Regions from separate parts of the Mus musculus genome. Here region 1 is linked to region 2. A link is a contact called in public promoter capture Hi-C data. All regions are on one chromosome and are shown on one strand. The core of a region is the stretch at or near the end of the contact, and the rest is flanking DNA. Distances in the headings are between cores, read along the strand shown. Region 1 overlaps Rlbp1 (retinaldehyde binding protein 1). Region 2 overlaps Abhd2 (abhydrolase domain containing 2).

Region 1 (2,700 bases), core at 197-2,696, 82 kb after region 2:
CCTTTAACTCTGCCTTCCACGCCCTAAGTATCAAAGCGATTACAAAGGAAATCACGGAGAAGCCTAATTAGTCTTTGAAATCCAACTTCTCTCAGAGTCACTGCCCTGTAACTGCAGAGGCAGGTGGGAATTTAACTGCCCCACATATCTCCCGATGAAAGGCATTCCCCTGCCTCACTGCCCTCTAGGTCGGTTTGGGATGAGGTGCCACTAGAGCGTTCCTAAACCTAGGGAAGTCTGGGAAAACAGTCCCTTCAGGCATTCCTGTCCCCGGACTTGGGTTCAGGAAAGCTGAAGAAGGACTGGGATGCTAATACGGATCCCATGGCAGGGCATCTCCTCATAAGGCTGTGTTCTCAACTTCAGCCCGGGGACCAAAGAGCTGCTCAGCAACAACTTTGCCGTCGTACTTGGGCAGTGTACCCCCAAAGTCAGCAGGCAGGATGTTCTCATCAATCTCCTGGAAGAAGCCATCCAGGTCATCTCCGTGAACAAAGACCTGCAGAGAAGGGAGCAGGGCAACTGAGCAGAAGGATGGGGGAGGGGAGACCAAGGCACAGCCTCCCATCTTTGTCACGTGACGTCTCTCTCTACAGCCTCCTTGTGGTGCTGTCCAGGATTATTCACCCAAATTGGGATCAGTCTTTGGAAAGGTTGGGAGGCAGCCACACACTCACCCTCTGTAGCAGCTTGTTCTTCAAGAAGGGCTTGACCACATTATAGGTGGTGGTGAAGTACCATGGCTGGTGGATGAAGTGGATAGCTTTGAACCTGGCTGGGAATGAATCCTGCAGTGACAGAGAGATTCCCCCCAGCCCCATCACCCCAATGGTCTCAAAGGCTCCTACTCACTAACACATACACACACACACACACACACACACACACACACACACACACATGCACATACACATGCGTACACACACACACGTTCTCACAGTCTCTCCTCATGGAGCGAGGACTGACTTGTCTAGCACCACATGTAGCCCATCCTAGGGCCAGCCACCAGAGAACCTTGGCTTCATTTTTGGATCCAAGGTACAGAGAAGATACTGTGCAAGTAATACAACCTAAAGCTGTCCCATGATGAAAAACAAAAACAAAAATGAAATCTTAGAATTAGTTTTTTTTTTTAAAGAGAATGAAATGTTACCCTTTCTTTGGTTATTTGGTGATTGTATGTATATGGTGGTGTATTTACATGTGTGTGTGTGTGTGTGTGTGTGTGTGTGTGTGTGTATGTGTGTGTGTGTGTTGATATTGTTTGGTTTTTTTTGAGACAGGGTCTCGTGTGTATTCAAAGCTGGCCTTATGATATGATTGACTTATGACTTTGAACTTCTAATCCTCCTGCCTCTTCCTTCTGAGTGCTAGGATTATAGGCATGTGCCATACTGGCCAGTGCTGGAGAGGAAACTCAGAGCTCTGTGTATGCTAGCGAAGCACTCTACCAACTGAGAAGTGTCCTCAGCCTGGGGACTGGGTTGTTTTCAAACCACTTGTCCACTGGGTGGACTTCAAACCATTGTAAACTATTAGGACATCATGGTCAGGCCTCCCCATTTCCCAATCCACATGCAAATAGAAGGTAGCTCGAAGAACAGCCGGTGGGGTGGGGATGGGGGGTGGGGGGAATACCAGCATATAAAGGAATCAGAGGGGGCTGAGAGATTTCTTCCTCAGGATAAGCACTCAAGCAAAAAGAGGCAGCAGGATATACATGGGCAAACAGCCTGAGGTTGCAGACTGATTCTGCCACTTTATCTGTGTATGAACTTGCAAAGTCACTTAATCTTTGTTCCTCGTTTCTGGGTTTGTAAGACGGAGCAGAAGATATGGGCTAGACAATGAAACCAGGCTCTATTGCCGGGCAAGAGTTTGTGGCTGAGATACGTTATGGTTGTTGCTGCTCTGGATGACGCTAGATTGTCAGAGGTCCCTTCCTGCATCATGAAACTGAGAAGTTAGGCCAAGCCTCCCTGCCTGTGAGAAGTTCTGAGGCCTCACCTGGAGCATGTCCACCATCTTCTTGAGATCCGAGGGGCGGAGCCCTGCTGCCTGCTGCATGGTGAAGCCCTTGAAGTTCTCAACAATACAGAAGCCGTTGATTTGGGTTTCCTCATTTTCCAGCAGTTTCTCCAAAATGAAACAATATGCCTGTAAGATCTAGAAGCACAGAGGTCAGGCATGTGGCTTGGTCATAAGGCTCTAGAGTGGACACCCAGCATCAGAGAGCTAGAAGCTCAGCAAGCGGGGTTTAAGATCCAACCCAGGGAGATGATTCCACCTCAGGGTCCTGAGTGGAGAGCCTGCTAGCACATTCCTCACTGCAGAGGTGTCCATGTAGGACTTCCTCCTCACTGAATACATGCCAATACAATAACCCTGAATGTCACATTCATGAGTTTATCCCAGCGCTCTTACATCCAGCACCTGGTGAGAAAGGAAGGAAATAAGGGAAGCTTTAAGCTGTGGACTACTGGGAACACTGAAAGTGATGTCAAAGATTAACAACATGGGGAACTCATTCTCCGTGAAGTTTAATGCCCTTGATGGGTTTGGTTGTTTGTTGGTGCAGGAAATCAACAGTAGAGTCTTAGCATGCTAGACAAGCATTTACCACTGAGTTCTATCTCCTTTCCTTTCCTTTCCTTTCCTTTCCTTTCCTTTCCTTTCCTTTCCTTTCCTTTCCTTTCCTTT
Region 2 (2,700 bases), core at 191-2,690:
TCCTCCCTGCTTCCTCCTTCCCTCCCCTCCCCTCCCTCCCTCCCCCTCCCTTCCTCCCCCTTCCTTCCTCCCCCTCCCTTCCTTCCTTCCTTCCTTCCTTCCTTCCTTCCTTCCTTCCTTCCTTCCTTCCTTCCTTGTGGTACCAAGCATTGCACCCAATGCCTTGCACCTTTTAGAAGTGTCCTACCATTGGGTTCCACCCCCAACTCTTAAGCCTTTTCTCTAGCAACAAAAATAGTTAAAAGTCATTGTGAACTTTGAAAAATATATGAAAACACTCTGAGAAGTAGCAATTTAAATATCTTGCACCTAGAGTTGACCCTTCTAGCATCACAGAGATGTAGGTATATAGTATTTCTGTATGTGTCATTGGAAATTGTATAGTAAAAGCATCCATAAATAATGGTGGTGTAAACTCTTCTTTTACATAAAAGAAATTCTGACACAGGGGACCTAGGTCTCACCGCCACTACCAAAGTCAGGCAAAGCTAACACCAGGCCGTGGGGCAGCAGCAGCTTAAATCTGGGCTGAGCCTTGTTTTCATCCTGCTGCTGAGCTCAGGTGGCCTGTGATGTGGCTGGGGACACTGCTCTGCAGTTCCTGCCTCACTGCACCCTGGCCCCTGGGGCTCGTTCGAACTATGGAAAGCTCATACAGATTTGAGGTAGAGCAGGATCGCAGTGAGGGGTAGTTGAGCCTCTCTTTCAGCGGCCTTTCATCTTAAGTCATTGAAGTGTGGTGAATCGGAAACAAATGGAGCTTGAACCCAGCACATACGCCTGTACACCTGTCACTCGGGGCCAGCCTCTGGGGTCTTCTGTTTGTCCTCCATACTGCTCCTGACTTTGCTTTTTCTCCATGTCTTTCTCGCTCTGAAGACTTCTCAGTTAGGTCAGTGGTCACAGCGATGACACCTATCCTGTCAGCACTGCTACAGAGCAGGTCATGGGACAAAGGGTAAAAGCAGCTAGAGTTTGCTGTAGTCAGAAGAAATCTTTCTCCAGCACCAGTGAGCACTGCGGGGCTGAGGGCCCACACAGCCCCCCAGAGCCAGTTTGTGAGAGCGTCCGAGACCATGGCAGACACATGAATTAAAGAAATCGCCCTTTCCTTAAAGACTTTAAGTGCAGAGAAGGAAAGGTAGACTGATCATGTTCTCATTAAAATAGGTTCTTGGCCAGGCATGATGGCACATGCCCTAATGCCAGAGCTTGGGGGGTGGGGGTAGGTAAGAGGAGTGCCATGAGTTCAACACCCGTTAGGGCTGCTACGGAGACTCTGTCTCCGAACAACAAAAAGAAAGGGTTCTTTCTCCTCCTGTAAAACCTCACCCGAATCCCATTCTTTTTAGCTTTTAGGTTAATTTGAATATAAGATCAGATCTGATTGGCCCACCTGGACACCCCTTCAAGGAAAGCCCGTATTCTCCGAGAGAGGAATAAGCGACATAGGTATGTACTTCAGAGACTCGCTCTCGCCTTTGTTTCACCTCCCATGTGTTACAGCAAACAATGCCTGTGTGGGAAGGAGCTTTCGATGAGTTGCTAGACTTGAGCAGCAAGGAGACTGGGAGAACCAGCATGGCCGGCCTCTGTTCTCGCTCCCACAAGGACAGAGAGACATGTAAAGGTTACTTCCATTTCACCAGCACGGAAGTCAGGGACGCTGTGGGATCTCCTGTAGATTGTTCACTTCTGCTTTTCTTTCAAGCCACGGTTTCAGGGATGGTCATGGTGATGCACACCATTAATCCCAGCCCTCGGGAGACAGAGGCAGGTGGATTTCTGAGTTTAAGACCAGCCTGGTCTACAGAGTGAGTTCCAGGACAGCCAGGGCTACACAGAGAAACCCTGTCTCAGAAACACTACCACCAGCAGCAGCAAAACCAAAAGAAACCCAAAATTAGGTCAGAGATGTTGTCTTTTAAATTTATTATTATTATTTTATTATTAAGGGATTCATGTGTTCCCAGCTGGCCTTGAGTGTGGCTATGTAGTGGAGGGCAACCTTAACTTTTAAAGCTTTTTAAAAAGCATTTCTTTTATGTGTGGCTGTGTTCATGGCACAGCGCATGTGTGGAAGTCAGGGGCCAACTTGCTGGTGACGGTCATTTTCCTCTTTCCATGCGGGTTCTGGGAATCAAACTCAGGTCATTAGGCTTGGCAGCAAGCGCCTTTACTCACTGAACCATCTTGCCAGCCCTCTGGGAAGTTTACAGAACGCTGTGTAAGAGGCTGTGGCCTTTGATCTGTTTCTCACCAGACTGGAGATCTTGCCAGAGATTTCCCAAAACGTTTTTGGTCCTGTGTCTGTGTCACCTTAGAGGAGTCTCCAAGGCCCCTCTGGAGTTTCTTTAGGTGTCCGGAGCCTTCAGTCTATTATACACATTTTGGAGATTTTTTTTCACCCTGCCCGGTTCGTCTCCATCATTGGCTGCCAGGGTTCTCGTAACTGTTTTTAGCAGCGGCTAGTTGAAATCATTCCAGAGAAAGCAGTTACCATAGTTACCGGAGCTATGAGAATTGCATTTTCTCTTTTTGTTAGTTTTGTGCTAACCTTCCCCCCATTTCATTGTGAGACAGGATGTCATATGGCTCAGGCTGGCCTTGAACTCCCGATCCAGGTGTATGACCATGCCTGGCTGGTTAGCCTAATTCTTAAGGCCACAGCTGATGTTAGGAAAATACTAGATGGTGTTG

The links. Capture Hi-C pulls out chosen DNA fragments and counts their contacts.
Region 1: a promoter capture Hi-C map of liver shows a contact between it and region 2. The contact joins two enhancer-like sites. A contact is called at or near these places in 4 of 115 datasets of contacts at active chromatin or transcription factors (effector CD8 T cells, embryonic stem cells and oligodendrocyte precursor cells) and 3 of 9 other capture datasets (adipose tissue, liver and pancreatic islet).

Annotation. Positions count from the first base shown.
Region 1 is chr7:79,375,220-79,377,919 of GRCm38.p6, forward strand. It overlaps Rlbp1 (retinaldehyde binding protein 1), which reads right to left. Exons shown (of 9, transcript NM_001173483.1): 7 at 2,008-2,166; 8 at 678-788; 9 at 1-499. The coding sequence ends at 341. Among named protein-coding and RNA genes, the nearest start is that of Rlbp1, 10 kb to the right of the region's middle. Within about 2 kb of position 1,447, at least 12 of the 459 cell types and tissues checked have an H3K27ac peak or open chromatin away from gene starts, as enhancers often do. A contact at or near this core is called in liver, where this site is marked.
Region 2 is chr7:79,293,156-79,295,855 of GRCm38.p6, forward strand. It overlaps Abhd2 (abhydrolase domain containing 2), which reads left to right. Exons shown (of 11, transcript NM_018811.6): 2 at 1,353-1,452. Among named protein-coding and RNA genes, the nearest start is that of Gm39041, 4.4 kb to the right of the region's middle. Within about 2 kb of position 1,441, at least 44 of the 459 cell types and tissues checked have an H3K27ac peak or open chromatin away from gene starts, as enhancers often do. A contact at or near this core is called in liver, where this site is marked.